Linked DNA regions of Hordeum vulgare: region 1 is linked to region 2. A link is a contact called in public Hi-C data. All regions are on one chromosome and are shown on one strand. Each heading gives the region's core, a stretch centred on a gene start, on an enhancer-like site or on the middle of the called end of the contact. The rest is flanking DNA. Distances are from core to core; before and after follow the strand shown. Region 1 holds the start of LOC123442103 (DUF21 domain-containing protein At4g14240-like). Region 2 holds the start of LOC123442069.

Evidence for each region. Hi-C and Micro-C count contacts between places; a contact is called where the count stands out from the background.
Region 1: a contact with region 2 is called in a Hi-C map of seedling, with 2.8 times the contacts expected there. The contact joins the promoter of LOC123442103 here to the promoter of LOC123442069 in region 2. A contact is called at or near these places in 2 of 6 Hi-C or Micro-C datasets (leaf and seedling).

What each region holds. Positions count from the first base shown.
Region 1 is chr1H:421,690,504-421,697,865 of MorexV3_pseudomolecules_assembly, forward strand. LOC123442103 (DUF21 domain-containing protein At4g14240-like) reads right to left here and starts at 1,411. Exons shown (of 13, transcript XM_045118207.1): 1 at 1,042-1,411; 2 at 1-59. The coding sequence starts at 1,354.
Region 2 is chr1H:421,347,124-421,353,763 of MorexV3_pseudomolecules_assembly, forward strand. It overlaps LOC123442069, which reads left to right and starts at 4,254. Exons shown (of 2, transcript XM_045118184.1): 1 at 4,254-4,550; 2 at 6,592-6,640. The coding sequence starts at 4,416. It overlaps LOC123442058 (probable E3 ubiquitin-protein ligase LUL4), which reads left to right. Exons shown (of 4, transcript XM_045118176.1): 2 at 1-198; 3 at 297-424; 4 at 1,690-1,972. The coding sequence ends at 410.

The DNA of each region.
Region 1 (7,362 bases), core at 161-2,660, 340 kb after region 2:
ACACAGTAGCAGGGTGACAAGAAGCTGGTGCTGCTTTTGAACAACTGGAAGGATAGTAGCTGCAGCAAACAAAACACGCAAGTAACTAAAATATGAACAACAACAAAACAATCAATTGAATATTGAATTACAGATTTTCAAAAGAGGAAAAGTAATAGCAGCATCAGTGTAGAGGCACACATTAAATAAGACATGCTAAAAGAGGTGACACTTAACAGTAACACTTGATAAGCAGTATCTCACTCCTTTGTTGATTCAATTGAAAATTCCTACCACCTACAGATCTGAGGTTTCGTAATGTCTCATGACAGATTATAACAATTTACAGCTTCTCAGAAGGATAAACAAAAACACCAAAAGTTACGGCATATATTACGTGCTGAAAAGCCATAGTTATGTGATACCTGCAATCCTGCATACACAAATGTAGGGGATCAAAGAAGCACTAGAGTGGACATCTTTACAATATCTACTACTCCCTCAGTCCCGAATTGGTTGTCTTAGATTTGTCTAGACTAGATACCGATGTATCTAGAACTAATTTGGGACAGGGGTACATGATACTTCCAATTCCCAGTCGACTAAAGTATCCTCTGATCATTTCATATCTTCCCACGTAAGAGGTGGGTCTTACAAAAAGCCAAATCCCCCACACCCCTTTTTCCCATTTCCCCAATTCCTTGCTTCCTTTTTGTTTGTTCTACTTCCCTACCACAACACTTTTAGAAACATGTCGGCATTAGTAACGTAATTTTTACTGTCAGAACAGAAAATTTTACTGCTAGATGATTTAGCACATGGACATAGTCGTAACCTTTAAATTCTTCCGATTAGTAACAAAAACGACAGCATTAACTCTAATTTTTAGCCATTCAGTAACGATAGTCGCAATCCCCCAAATGTAACATAGTACGATTCCTCTTAAACATCACTCCTCAAACGGCAAACAGATCGAGCACAACGAGGGGAGGATGAAATTGCAAAAAAAAAAAGAAAAAAAAAAGAGGGGGTGACGCGAAAAGTTAGGGGTTCGGATCGGACCAGCCTGCGCCTTCTCGGAGTCGGTGCCGCTGCGCTGGAGGATCTCGAGCTCGACGAGGCCGAGCGACATGAGCCCGAGGGTGAGCCCCGACATGATCCCGGCGAAGAGCACCAGGAAGCAGGAGATGCCGGCGTACGCCCACCACCCGACCGACCCGAATGGCGTGTCATTCCCCTTGAGGATCGCCGCCGCCACGCTCACCCCCGCCGCCGCCGCGGCGCTCGACGCCGGACGCGCCGTCGCCGCGACGGCCCGCACCGCCGCCGCCAGGCTCGCCCCTCTCGCCCTCCCCGCTCCGGCCACCGCCGCCATCGCGCCTCCGCCGCTCCGATGTGCCAGAGCCAAAGCCCCACAGCCTGACAAGCGCTGGCACCGTATAAGGATGTGGGCGAGAGGAAGGCGACAAGATCACTAGGACTCCAGGAGCGGGGCGAGGCGAGGCGCAGGGGCCGTTGGATGCGCCGCGAGGCGTGGATGTGGCCGTCGATCGGACGGCTGACGAAAGGACCGCGGGGCCACCTGTCCCCGCTGCGGCCGAGCGGTGCACGTCTTCGGCGTTTTGGACCGTGGACTGGAAGAATTGGCGGTGGCTGTGTACGTGGCGGTACTAGATCGAGCATTTGTGCTCGCAAGGCATAACGGTATGAGAAAGAGGGCTTCACGATGACCAAATTTGATGTGATTGTGATTGCGATATTCGCATCCATACGCCGATTCAATTGGTGGGATATTCTACCATGAAGAAAACATTGTCAAACTTTGGAAGGTACATATATAATCCTCACGGCATCTCCGGCGTAGACCCTCAAACCTTTATTAAGGGTCCGGACCGGGCAGCCCGGACCGCGAAAGTTATCAAAAACGATCCTGTATTGATCCGTAAAGCGGTTTGGACATGATTTTTCTGTAAATCAAAGACAAATGTGCGGAGGTTTGCGAGATTCCGAACTGCCACTTCGCTCGATTTTGACCATTCTGGTCCATCAAAAATATCTCCTCCCTCTCGCGTGAAACGGCCAGCATCGCTTCAGAGCGTCAGTGCCCGCATTCATATCCGACGAGAGCGTACGTGACCTCTCACTAGCGTCGGCATTGAAGCGGTGCGTTGGTCAAGACAGCGTTGCCTGCATCGCTTCCCGGTGCAGGCGACTGCTGCGCATTCAAATGACACGACGGCCGCTCGTCCGTCCATCTCCCGTCCACATTGATGGCACGCGGTTGCCGAGGCATCTCCTTCGATGCCACCCGTCCGTCCGTCTGCCGCCTGCAATTGCTATATAAACCGCTCCCCGGTCATAGCCGCAGTCATGAGTCTCCGATCCCTCTCTGCACACTGATCTCACAATGGATTCCTCTCCATCAAAGCTCTCTCGAACGGGATGACGTCGGAGCAGAAGAAGGAGACGGACGGCATTGATGCCCGTTGGCGGGCCAGCAGGCAATCGAAGGATGTCGATACCCCCAATGGAGGACGCGATCGACGATGACCCGACGCTATCCTCCTCTTCCTCCTCCATCGTGCCTCCCTCGTCAGTGCACTGCACCATGACCATCGGCGAGGCTCGTGTCATTTACATGGACATGGTGCGGAAGGAGAGGTTCCGGAAGGCGCAGGTCGACGCCGCCTACAACCACCACCTCCTCCAAAAGCACATGTAGACAGAGGAATAGCTCGGTGTCGGTAGGGCAGTCGTGCTCGATGCGGACTTGGCAGAGGAGGAGGCGCTCCTAGAGTCCTACAGCTTTGCTCGAGTGATTCGCCTCACCCGCTGGCGGTACCGACAGCAGGTGGCGGAGGTAGCAGCCACGGCCAAGGACGACGAGGAGGAGCAGGGTGTATCGTGTTTCGGTGAGACCTACGACGAGGAGGAGGACAACACCGAGTCCGCACCCAACGATGGCAGCGAGGAAGAGTAGTGCACGGGAAGTTGCCTTCGCTATGGTCCCAAGAAGGGCACAACTCCTCCCCTACTGTCGATGCCAAGCTTGGTGGGCTGAACAACATGGACGATTAATTGTTTGGCAGCGATGTGGAGGTGGACATGTGCGCTTGTCGGGTCTCTGGAGGAGGAGGTTACAGAGGCAGAGCTGGAGAGCACTCAGGCGGCATAAAAAAGGTCTTTGCGCAATAGCAATAAAGGTTGGGATACGTTTATCTCTTCTGAGCAACCTCTTTTCGGTTCTAAGACTATCCTTGTAGTAGGATACATATGCTTTGGGTTCTTTGTTATGTTGATCGGGAACGAGAGACAAGGGTCCTAAACCTTAAAAATCCTAAATGCTAACCCTAAACCTTTACCCAGGTTCGGTCACTCCAATGGAGGTAAAAGCATACGCCATACGTTTGGTGTTATTGATGATGAACTCGATTACAAGGGTTCAGAATCGCTAGCCCAGCTCTTGAAGATTCCTCACTTGTCATTTTCACCTCACGGCTCCCCTTTCTATATAGGTTGAGGTCTTGAGATTACAACAGAGTCCGGGTCGTATTGCGGCTCGTGACCTAGTCCAACTCCTACTCATCTTGTCATCTACGTAGGGAAAGCTTCTTACGTCTTCTACAATGAGACGACCCGCCAGGTGATCTTCGATAACCCGGCCTTCAGGATGAGCCGCCCCCCGGGCCTCATGCCTCATATGAATCTTGTTCTTGGGCCAAACTTGAAAGGCCGGGTCATCCCCTAGGCGGGTACGCCATGGGGTATATCCCCAATAGACTGCACAAACAAATCACTAGTGTCCAAATTCGACAGTCACTGCACAAGCAAATTAAGAAGGACATGGAGAGAAAAGAGAAAGGAGAAGATGTACCATGTGCATGGTCATCTAAACCCTTAATGAAGTGCTAGCACACATACGTGAAGAGCCAAGAAAATGTGACCAACCGAAGTCTTATCCGATGGATTAGGTAGGAATTGACACCAAGATCAGTACTTGCGAAACATCACATAATCATACAATATCAATGAGGAGAAAACCATCCAAAGAGAAAATAAAGAAGGGGAAGATAAGGAAAGTGGACAGCTAAAATTCAAGGAACAAATGCTCAACAACCAACCAAAATACCCAAACAAAAATCCAAAGATGTAGCAGAGGCAAGAAGTAGCCAAAAGAGAAATATGAGATGCAAATTAGACAAAATCTGAGAAAAAATGGTGTGATCGGATCCACAGGTGTAGGCACTCACCTCAATTAAAGCCACATTTGTAAATCTTGAAGTCTCACAAACCTATTGAAACCATGGATTGGCAGTGGGGGCGTATGGGGAGGCTAATCAAACCGAGAGGAGGAGCTGATGGGAGTTAAGATAATGCGAAAGTCCGAACATAGCTAGGACTGGAGGCGCAACACCATGCAACCACCTAAAAACCATCAAATCTTATAAAGAACACATCTTTTTGGAAATATGTCCTAGAGGCAATAATAAAATAGTTATTATTATATTTCGTGTTTCAAGATAATCGTTTATTATCCATCCTATAATTGTATTGAATGGAAACACAAATACATGTGTGGATATATAGACAAAACAATGTCCCTAGTGAACCTCTAGTTGACTAGCTCGTTGATCAAAGATGGTTAAGGTTTCCTAGCCATAGACAAGTGTTGTCACTTGATAACGGGATCACATCATTAGAAGAATGATGTGATGGACAAGACCCAAACTATAAACGTAGCATATGATCATGTTATTTGGTTGCTATTGTTTTCTGCATGTCAAGTATACATTCCTATGACCATGAGATCATGTAACTCACTAACAGCAAAGGAATGCCTTGTGTGTATCAAACGTTGCAACGTTACTGGGTGACTATGAAGGTGTTCTATACGTATCTCCGAAGGTGTCCGTTGAGTTAGCATGGATCAATACTAGGATTTGTCACTCCGTATGACGGAGAGGTATCTCGGGGCCCACTCGATAATACAACATCACAAACAAGCCTTGCAAGCAATGTGACTAAAGAGTTATCCACGGGATCTTGTATTACGGAATGAGTAAATAGACTTGCCGGTAACGAGATTGAAATAGGTATGGAGATACCGACGATCAAATCTCGGGCAAGTAACATACCGAAGGACAAAGGGAATGATATACAAGATTAACTGAATCCTTGACATAGAGGTTCAACCGATAAGATCTTCGTAGAATATGTAGGATCCAATATGGGCATTCACGTACCACTATTGGATATTGACCGGAGAGTGTCTCGGTCATGTCTACATAGTTCTCGAACTTGCAGGGTCTACACACTTAAGGTTCGGTGACGTTTCGGTATAGTTGAATTATTGATAGTCCCGGATGAGATCCCAAACGTCACGAGGGTTTCCGAAATGGTCCGCAGACGAAGATTATTATATAGGAAGTATCCATTTGGCTTCCGGAAAGTTTTTGGGCATTACCGATAAAGTACCGGGAGTGACGAATGGGTTCCGGAGTTCCACCGGGAGGGGCCACCCACCCGGGAGAGAACCAAAGAGGCCCAAGGGTGGCGCACCAACCCTTAGTGGGCTGGTGGACAGCCCAAGGAGGGCCACTTTGGCCGAAGAAGGAGAACGGAAAGTAGAGGAGGCCAAACCGAATTGGGAAGGAGGACTCCTCCTTCTCCTCTTGTGCCGATCGAACCCTAGGGTTTTTCCTCTAGGGCGCCACCCCTCCCTCCCACCTATATATAGTGGAGGTGAGAGATGTTTTTGGCACCCCAAGCCATAGTGCATCCCTCTCTCCTTCCACCACTTCGTGACACCCTGTAGCTAGTTCGGTACGGCATGACGAAGCCCTGTCGGAGTAGCTTCACCAACATCACCGCCACGCCATCATTCGGACAATTCAGCTACCTCTTCGTCTCTCTTGCTGGATCAAGAAGGTGGAGATCGTCATCGAGATGTACGTGTGCTGAACGCGGAGGTGTCGTTCGTTCGGTACTAGATCGGGACGGAGTTCGTGGGACGCTTGTGATTCGGATCACAAAGACGTTCCACTACATGAACCACGCTTCTTAACGCTCCCCGCTTAGCGATCTACAAGGGTATGTGGATCGATCTCCCCTATCGTAGATGATCATCACCATGATAGGTTTCGCATGTGCATAGGAAAATTTGTATTTCCCGTGCAACGTTCCCCAACAGTGGCGTCATGAGCTAGGTTCATGCGTAGATGATATCTCGAGTAGAACACAAAAGAGTTTGTGGGTGTTGATGTTCAATTTTCTGCCCTCCTTAGTCTTTTCTTGATTCAGCGGTATTGTTGGATTAAAGTGGCCCGGACCAACATTACTCGTACGCTTATGAGAGACCGGTTTCATCGACTAACATGCAACATGTTGCATAAAGATGACTCGCGGGTGTCTGTTTCTTCAAGTTTAGTTGAATCAGATTTGACCGAGGTGGTCCTTGGAGAAGATTAAATAACAATTTGCATATCACCATTGTGGCTTTGCGTAAGTAAGATGCGATCATACTAGATACCCATTAGCAGCCACGTGAAATTTGCAATAACAAATTAGAGGACGTCTAACTTGTTTTTGCAGGGTATGCATGTGATGTGATATGGCCAAACGCATGATATGATATATTGGATGTATGAGATGATCATGTTGTAATAGTTAAATATCGAGTTGCACGTTGATGCTACGGCAAGCGGCAGGAGCCATAGGGTTGTCTTTAATTATTTTGTGCTTGGTGATGCTTTGCTTTATCGCTAGTAGTAGCTTTAGTAGTAACAACATAGTTAGCGCGACAACCTCAATGGAAGCACGATGACGGAGATCATGATGATGGAGATCATGGTGTGGCACCGGTGACGATGGAGATCATTGCCGGTGCTTTGGTGATGGAGATCAAGAAGCACAAGTTCATGGCCATATCATGTCACTTGTGATTTGCATGTGATGTTAATCCTTTTATGCACCTTATTTTTCTTAGGACTACGTTAGCATTGTAAGGTGATCCCTCACTAAAATTTCAAGATAAAATTGTGTTCTCCCCGACTATGCACCGTTGCGACAGTTTGTCGTTTCGAGACAACACGTGATGATCGGGTGTGATAGACTCTATGTTCACATACAACGGGTGTAAAACAGTTGCATACGCGGAACACTCGGGTTAAACTTGACGAGCCTAGCATGTACATACATGGCCTCGGAACACAAGAGACCGAAAGGTCGAGCATGAGTCATATAGTTGATATGATCAACATGGAGATGTTCACCATTGAAACTAATCTCAACTCACGTGATGATAGGACTTGAGTTAGTGAATTTGGATCATGCGACACTCTAATGACTAGAGGGATGTCAATTCCAGCGGGAGTTTATTAGTAA
Region 2 (6,640 bases), core at 3,004-5,503:
AATGATGATCTTCAAGTCAAAGTTGTCAAGCAAATATTGTGGATTAAGGGTGTGCGCTATGAACTGAAAGAAATATATGGGATTGTCAACTCCACGGAAGCTGATGTTCCTGATGCTGATGATGATGGCATGGGGAAAGAATGTGTTATCTGCTTGACAGAGCCAAGGGACACTGCTGTTTTTCCGTGCAGGCATTTGGTAAGATAATTCGTTGTAGCCTGTAGTTCTACTTTTGCTTTCTCAGACCTCACTTACATTACTGAATGTTGTTATCTGATTGGTCCTGTGTTGTACAGTGTATGTGCAGTGAATGTGCACAAGCTCTAAGGCTCCAGTCAAATAAATGCCCCATATGCAGACAGCCTGTTGAGAAACTAATGGAGATCAAAGTGAGGAGTGCTGAGCCATAAGGAAGACTATGCTGGTACGGTTGTTGCTGCATCCTGTCGTTTATTGTCCATATATTTCTAAATAGTATGTATCAGTCTTCAAAGTGTATAGTTGTGTTGATGGTTGCGATCTACTCCCTCCGTCCGGAAATACTTGTCAAAGAAATGGATAAAAATGGATGTATCTAGAACTAAAATACGTCTAGATACATTCATTTTTTCGACAAATATTTCCGGACGGAGGGAGTAGTAATTAATATTGACGCTTGAACTATGTGTGTTTAATGTTTCTGGTAGTTCTCTAAATATAGTATTAGCTAGGACATGGTTCATCGAAACCAACCCTTGTCAAAGTTTTGTAACATGCCTTCTATTGAGTTAATTTTCAACATTGTACATCTTCTCTGTTTGGTGTTAACTTTATAGTTATGTAATGCACTACACTTGCTCTGGCTAAGTTTCTCCCAATATGTATGGCATACTGCAATCCATGTGTACCCTGTTCTAGTTAGCCATGGAACAAAGGCATAGTTCGCTGCTTAGTGTCAGGGCCCTACTTTAGAGATTAATGTGGTGAAAGATGTGTAAAGCCCGCCGGGGGCTTCAACCAGCTTAAATGCTTTATGATCATTTTATATGGACTTGATTTGGTGCATCAGTTTTGCCATGAACGCCAACTTAGTAGATGATGATACACATTAAGTAGATGCAGGTTTAATTCAGGTGTTATGCATTCTGCAATTACATCGGGCAGTTAGCACTTCATATAAAATTCAACAAATTGGGTGGGTTGTCTTACATACGAACTTATAGGTCCAGCATTGCTGCATTTGCTGATACAAAGCTATGAATTTAGAGTCCTTTCCTGAGTGGGTACAACTGCATGAAAATTCTTTACTCAGTCGAAGTTTTTGCTCACCTTTTTGTGCATACAACATTGTTTCACTGCAAGGAAATACCTTTGTTTCCTTTAATTTGGTGGATCTGAACTCGAAACTGCATATTAGGAGTGGTGGATCTTTTACTGTGCCAGTTAGCAGGGCCAGAAGGGCAGCCAAAATGAATCTTGAGGAAGCAAATGCTCCCTCTGTAACTTTGTACGGTCCAAGTTGTAGCATCATTTTGCATTCCCTACCTATATTGGTACACCAAAGTTGTAGTCCAAGAAACCAAAAGTGTGTGGCTATGTCACAATCGTAGAGACATCAAGCGAATATGAAGCGTCTGAAAAGATTATATCCATTTAATTTTAGTTTTCTTTCTTATACAATGTGTAATGGTGTTTGTTTCTGCTTGACAGCTTGCTCCACATGTCGAGGATGTGTGAATAAAAGCTGAAGTGATGGTGTATGGGGCTTGATCAGCCCCCGAAGTTTCTTTTTGTTTCTGGTTAGCGGGCAGAGTCTTTGGAGAATGGCGAATATGAATTGTACAGTACAACTGTAAAGCCGTGGCCGATATTGGGCATACCCAAACATGTAAAAAGCGTCTAAGCTTGTGAATCCGTGTACATATTTGGTTGCTGCTAGTATTTGTGTGAGGCACAACCTGTTTTGAGAAGAAAGGACATGCACTTTTATTTATCCTGGAGATGCTCAGTTCGCTGATGGCGAGATTGATGACCGAGATCATTATGATGTATCCGCTGCCTGTGAATCCTGTGGTGGACTCAAGACCTGACGCATCGCCGTCTCTGACGATATTTCGCTCCGTTTCCTCCCACTGTGAGAATCGTAACCAACAGTGGAAAGAGGTTCAAGAGACTCGGAGAGAAACTAGAAATTTGCAGCGCCCATCGCCTTGTCGCAAAACCTTGGTGCCGACAAAAATACCTGGGAAACTCTACCGCTCTCCTAGGCATGGAATCAATCTGAAGGAAGTCTAGTCTGCCGACCGCTCATGCATGGGCGGCACCGTGCGCACCGTTACTGCAGGTAGGCAGCACCACATACAGATACAGTACAGTGCTGCTGCTACTTGCCGGATAGTGCCAGCCAGGTCGCAAGCCCGCGCACGTTGGCCCAAGCTGGTGGCTCGCCACTGACAGCCTGCACAACGTGCACAGCTGCCTCTACTTGTCGCCCGTCGGCACCCCGCGGCGGCGCTGCAACACGAGCCGCCAGCGCGCAAACATCCAATCCCAAGGCCGTGGCGCCGTGCGAGCCTACGTCGGCGGCGGTCACGGCAGCCACACAAGCGCACGCGCGCGGCATCACCAGTCGTTGGCTCGCCCCCCCCTCCCTCCCTCCCGTCCAAAAACGGCTCGCCGTACTCCCGTGGCCGTACGTACGCGCCCTCCCCCAAAACTGAAGAGGGAAGGGAGGTTAACGTAACGTGCACATGGAAACAGAATGCGTATAGCAGCAAGCGAGTGGCCTCGGGCGGCCGCGCCCATCCTGCCCAGTCTCAGCGACGTGGAGCGCCCGGGGCCTTTGATCGGCGCCGGTTGGGTGGTTCGTGCAGTCCAATCCGATCCGATCCAATCCCCCGGGGGTTTCGGATAGGAACCGAGGGGCAGCGGCCAACCCGGGAGCCCCCCTGTCCTGCCCCATGATGCGAACCACTGTTGCCGCACTGTAGGCCCCTGATATGGATCTCTCTCTCATCTCCCTCTCATCTCCTCCTATGATGATTACCACCACCAATCACCACCTCGGCCGCAGAAACAGCAGTACGTACGTACTATTGCAGGCCGGCACCAGCGCGCACCTAAATGCGATTTGGCGGCGTACTTAGTACTTAAATGCCTTGTTTAGTGAGAGAGAGAGAGAGGGGGAAGGGAGGGTGTGCGACATGGCCAGCCTTTCGGGAATCGTGGTGTGTTTGGATCAGCCCGGCTCATCAAATCACGGTACAGCCTGCTGATGCAGATGCGGATGCGGATGCGGTCATTCATTCATTCGTCCGCACTTCGCAGGTGCACATAAAGGAAAGGAAAGGAAAGGAAAGGAAAGTGGGTGGGTCCCGGCGTCCGGGGACGGGCTGACAGGCTGAAGAGGACGGGCGGCACCACCCCCACCCTGGCGGCCATGTGGGCAGGCAAAGCCAGCGGACGATGCGGTGCGGCGGTGCACGGCGTCGTGATGAGGAACTCGACCGCGGATTTCGCGATGTGGCCTCGGTGGCCAGCCCGGCGCCGGAGCCTCCTCATCCTCTCCTCCATTCCCATTCCCATTCCCATTTCCATCCGGTCCAGTCCAGTCCAGGAGCAGCAGACGGATGGATAGATAGATAACGCCGCGTTTACTATAATTAATAATAATAACCCGTCACTTTCTCTCACGCCCGTAGGCTCGCAGGAGCCCTGGCGTGGTCGCCGGATCCGGACTCGACTTCCTGGATTCCGACGATCCAATCCGATAGAAAACACTGTGCGGACGGATTCGGCGTTTCGTTGGACAACGAACGGAATGAAGGCGCGATCGATGGACAGAACGGAACGGCTCGAGCTCGCTGAGCGCCGTCCATCCAACCCACCCAACCCAACCATCCATCGTCCCTGTCTGCCTGACCAGAAACAGAAACGGAAACGGATAGGGGGGAGGATCGAGTAGCTCATCGTCACCGTGATAGCCTCGCTCGCACTCCCAGCTACCCTCCATCCCTCCGCAATTCCTGCCCGGAGCAGACCCGGCTTTTCCTTTTTCCCTTTCGGGTTGTACTAGTAGTGAAACAAAGAGGGCTCCACTTGCTGACGTGCGGGCCCGCCCTGTGCCTCCGGCGATGATGTGGGGGCGCACCTCACCGCAGAGACCAGATTGTATGTGCGGCAGGCGCCCGCACATTCGTGGGACCCACGACCTTTCCAACCAGGGATTGGCCAACTGCTCCACCGGCCCCACCCCACCCCCCTGCCCTCAAAAATCTTATTAAAGCGCCCCCCCGCGGCCGAGCTCGGCGGCACAACGATCCCTCTGTTTTCCCTGCTACTGCTGTCTGCTGCTCCGTCCGTCCTTGCCTGTTAAGCAACCGCTCCAGCTCCGGCGAGCAAGGTCGGCACGCGACAGCTCCAAGAGGAGGAGGAAGATGGAGGTGGAGATGCAGCTGGACGACGACGTCTTCTTCGCGGAGCTCAGCAAGCGGATTTCGCTCCTCATCACCGACGACGACGAGGCCGACTTCGGCTCCGCGCAGTTCCCCGCCGCCGTCCACCTCCCACCGGTGAGCCGCCGCCGCCGCCCTTCCCCATCTCCTTTACTTCCTGCTTTCATAGCCTACTGCTCTGCCTTGCCATTTCTCCATCTACATGCATGCCGTGTGTGAGCTCGCTCGCTCGCTCGATCGATCGAACCATCCATCGTTTTTAGTTAGCTGTGCTTCTGTTAGGTTCTTGCAGCTGGCTCTCCTCGATTGGTAGTTAGTTGGTGGTGGTGGTGGTGGTGGTGGTACTGCTAACTTGGTAGTACGTACTCCTACCTGGTAGTTGCGGCTAGCACGACCACATGACATGACATGGTTGCGCCCGCGCACGACCAAATCAAATCACACCAAACCATGCTTTCCTGTTGCCCTCCCCTCCCCTGATTACAAGTAAGTGAAGAAGACAAGGCGACTTATGCATGTTCGTCCCTCGTTCTTCGTGGTCTCCATGCCAAGAGTTCTTCACTTGGTATAAGCAACAGCCTTGTCTCACTGTTACTCCATTTTTCATGACAAGTAGTAGTAATTCCGGAAGAAGGGAGCAGTAATTAGCAGCATCCTAATTAAAGTCAGCCATGTGCGCAGGCCTCTTCTTACACCGCCCGCCGCGAGTTAAGTGGTGAGTTAAAAACTGATTGATTGAGATGGTCGCGGCGTGGATCCAGGGAGGGATCGAGTGGCTACCTGTCGCTTGCCCAGTTGCATGAGCGTACGCGCAGAATTTCCCTTTTGTTTACGCGCAGAATTTTTTGATGGATAAGCACCAGCCAGCCAGCCAGCCAGCCAGGAGTTACATGTACGTACCTTTCGTGCGCACGTCAGTCGGTGAGAGGAGAGGATACAAGCACCTTTTCTGTGAAATTGACCATTTTTTCCCAAGTTGCCATTGCCAAATCCTGCTCCGCGGTGGGGCCTTCTGCCACGGCGGACTAAGCCTTTTTTTAGGCCTAATATCATAAAGAACCTGCTTTGCTTGGATTGGATCGCATTTAATTCCGCCGAAATTCTGAAAGAGTCGTATGAGCAGCGCTGTCCTCTAAGTGTCAAGTGAGCTTGGCATCAGCGGCAGTGCTTTTCCCGGTGAGAGCAGAAATGGGACAAGTAGAGACCAACTCGTCTGCTCTACTAACTAACCCGGATGCTTAGCTAGGGCTAAGGAAAGGGTCAGCCCCTGATGTGCTGTGCACTTAACAGTTAGTGATATTTTCATTCGTGTTGAGAGCCACAGAGAGAGAAAGAAACATATGTCCCTCTCATTAGCCATTCCTGAAGTAGAAGCTTGCAAGGTACGCCCTCCCAACGGAGCCCCACGTACACATGGCTGTAGACGATCCGCGTCCTCGCCACCTGCGCATGTCCCTCTCTCGCGCTTGGCGCCAACATGCGGTGCGTAGTTGCTACGTAATTTACCGCTCCAAAGATTACTGTACTCTAGTACTACTTTTAACCTCCACTGGTTAGTTAATCGGTTTATTAGTTACCGTCGCACGTACGTAGATGGTGCTAATTAGTAGTAGCGCAGTCATTGCTCACCCTGCGTGCATGATTGACGAAGAATCAGTTGTTTTTAACTATAGGAAAAAAGATAGGAGTGGCGTCGATCGTCCGGACACTTATCATCTTGCATACGACCAAGTGATCGATCGATGTTGCTTGGACTTTTGCTTAGCCTCGAATCTATCTGTGTTGCTTGCACACAAACCGCTCATCACGCGACTCGTACTGCATGTTTGCTGTTTCCTCTCCTTTCCTTTATTTTCTATATCATGTGTTCCTTTATTTATCTTGGTACTACTATGTGACAAGATCGAGTAGCGTTGCATGCACGCAAGTCGGCATGAGTTATTTGTACCAACAGAGCTAGTTGCTGCCTCCTACTCCTATGGGCCACCGGATTTTTCTTAGTAGTAATCTTGTTTTAATAAGTGTGTATAAGTTAGTAATAAAGCTTGAGCATACTACATGCATGCACGATGGCATGATCCCATCGCATCACATCATGTGCACTCGACAGCCCGCCTCGACACTAACAGCTAGCGATTTTTGATTCGGAATCGTCCAGGGTTTCTCCATGTCGTCTATGGCGCCCCATGTGCCGTCGATGTTGGCGC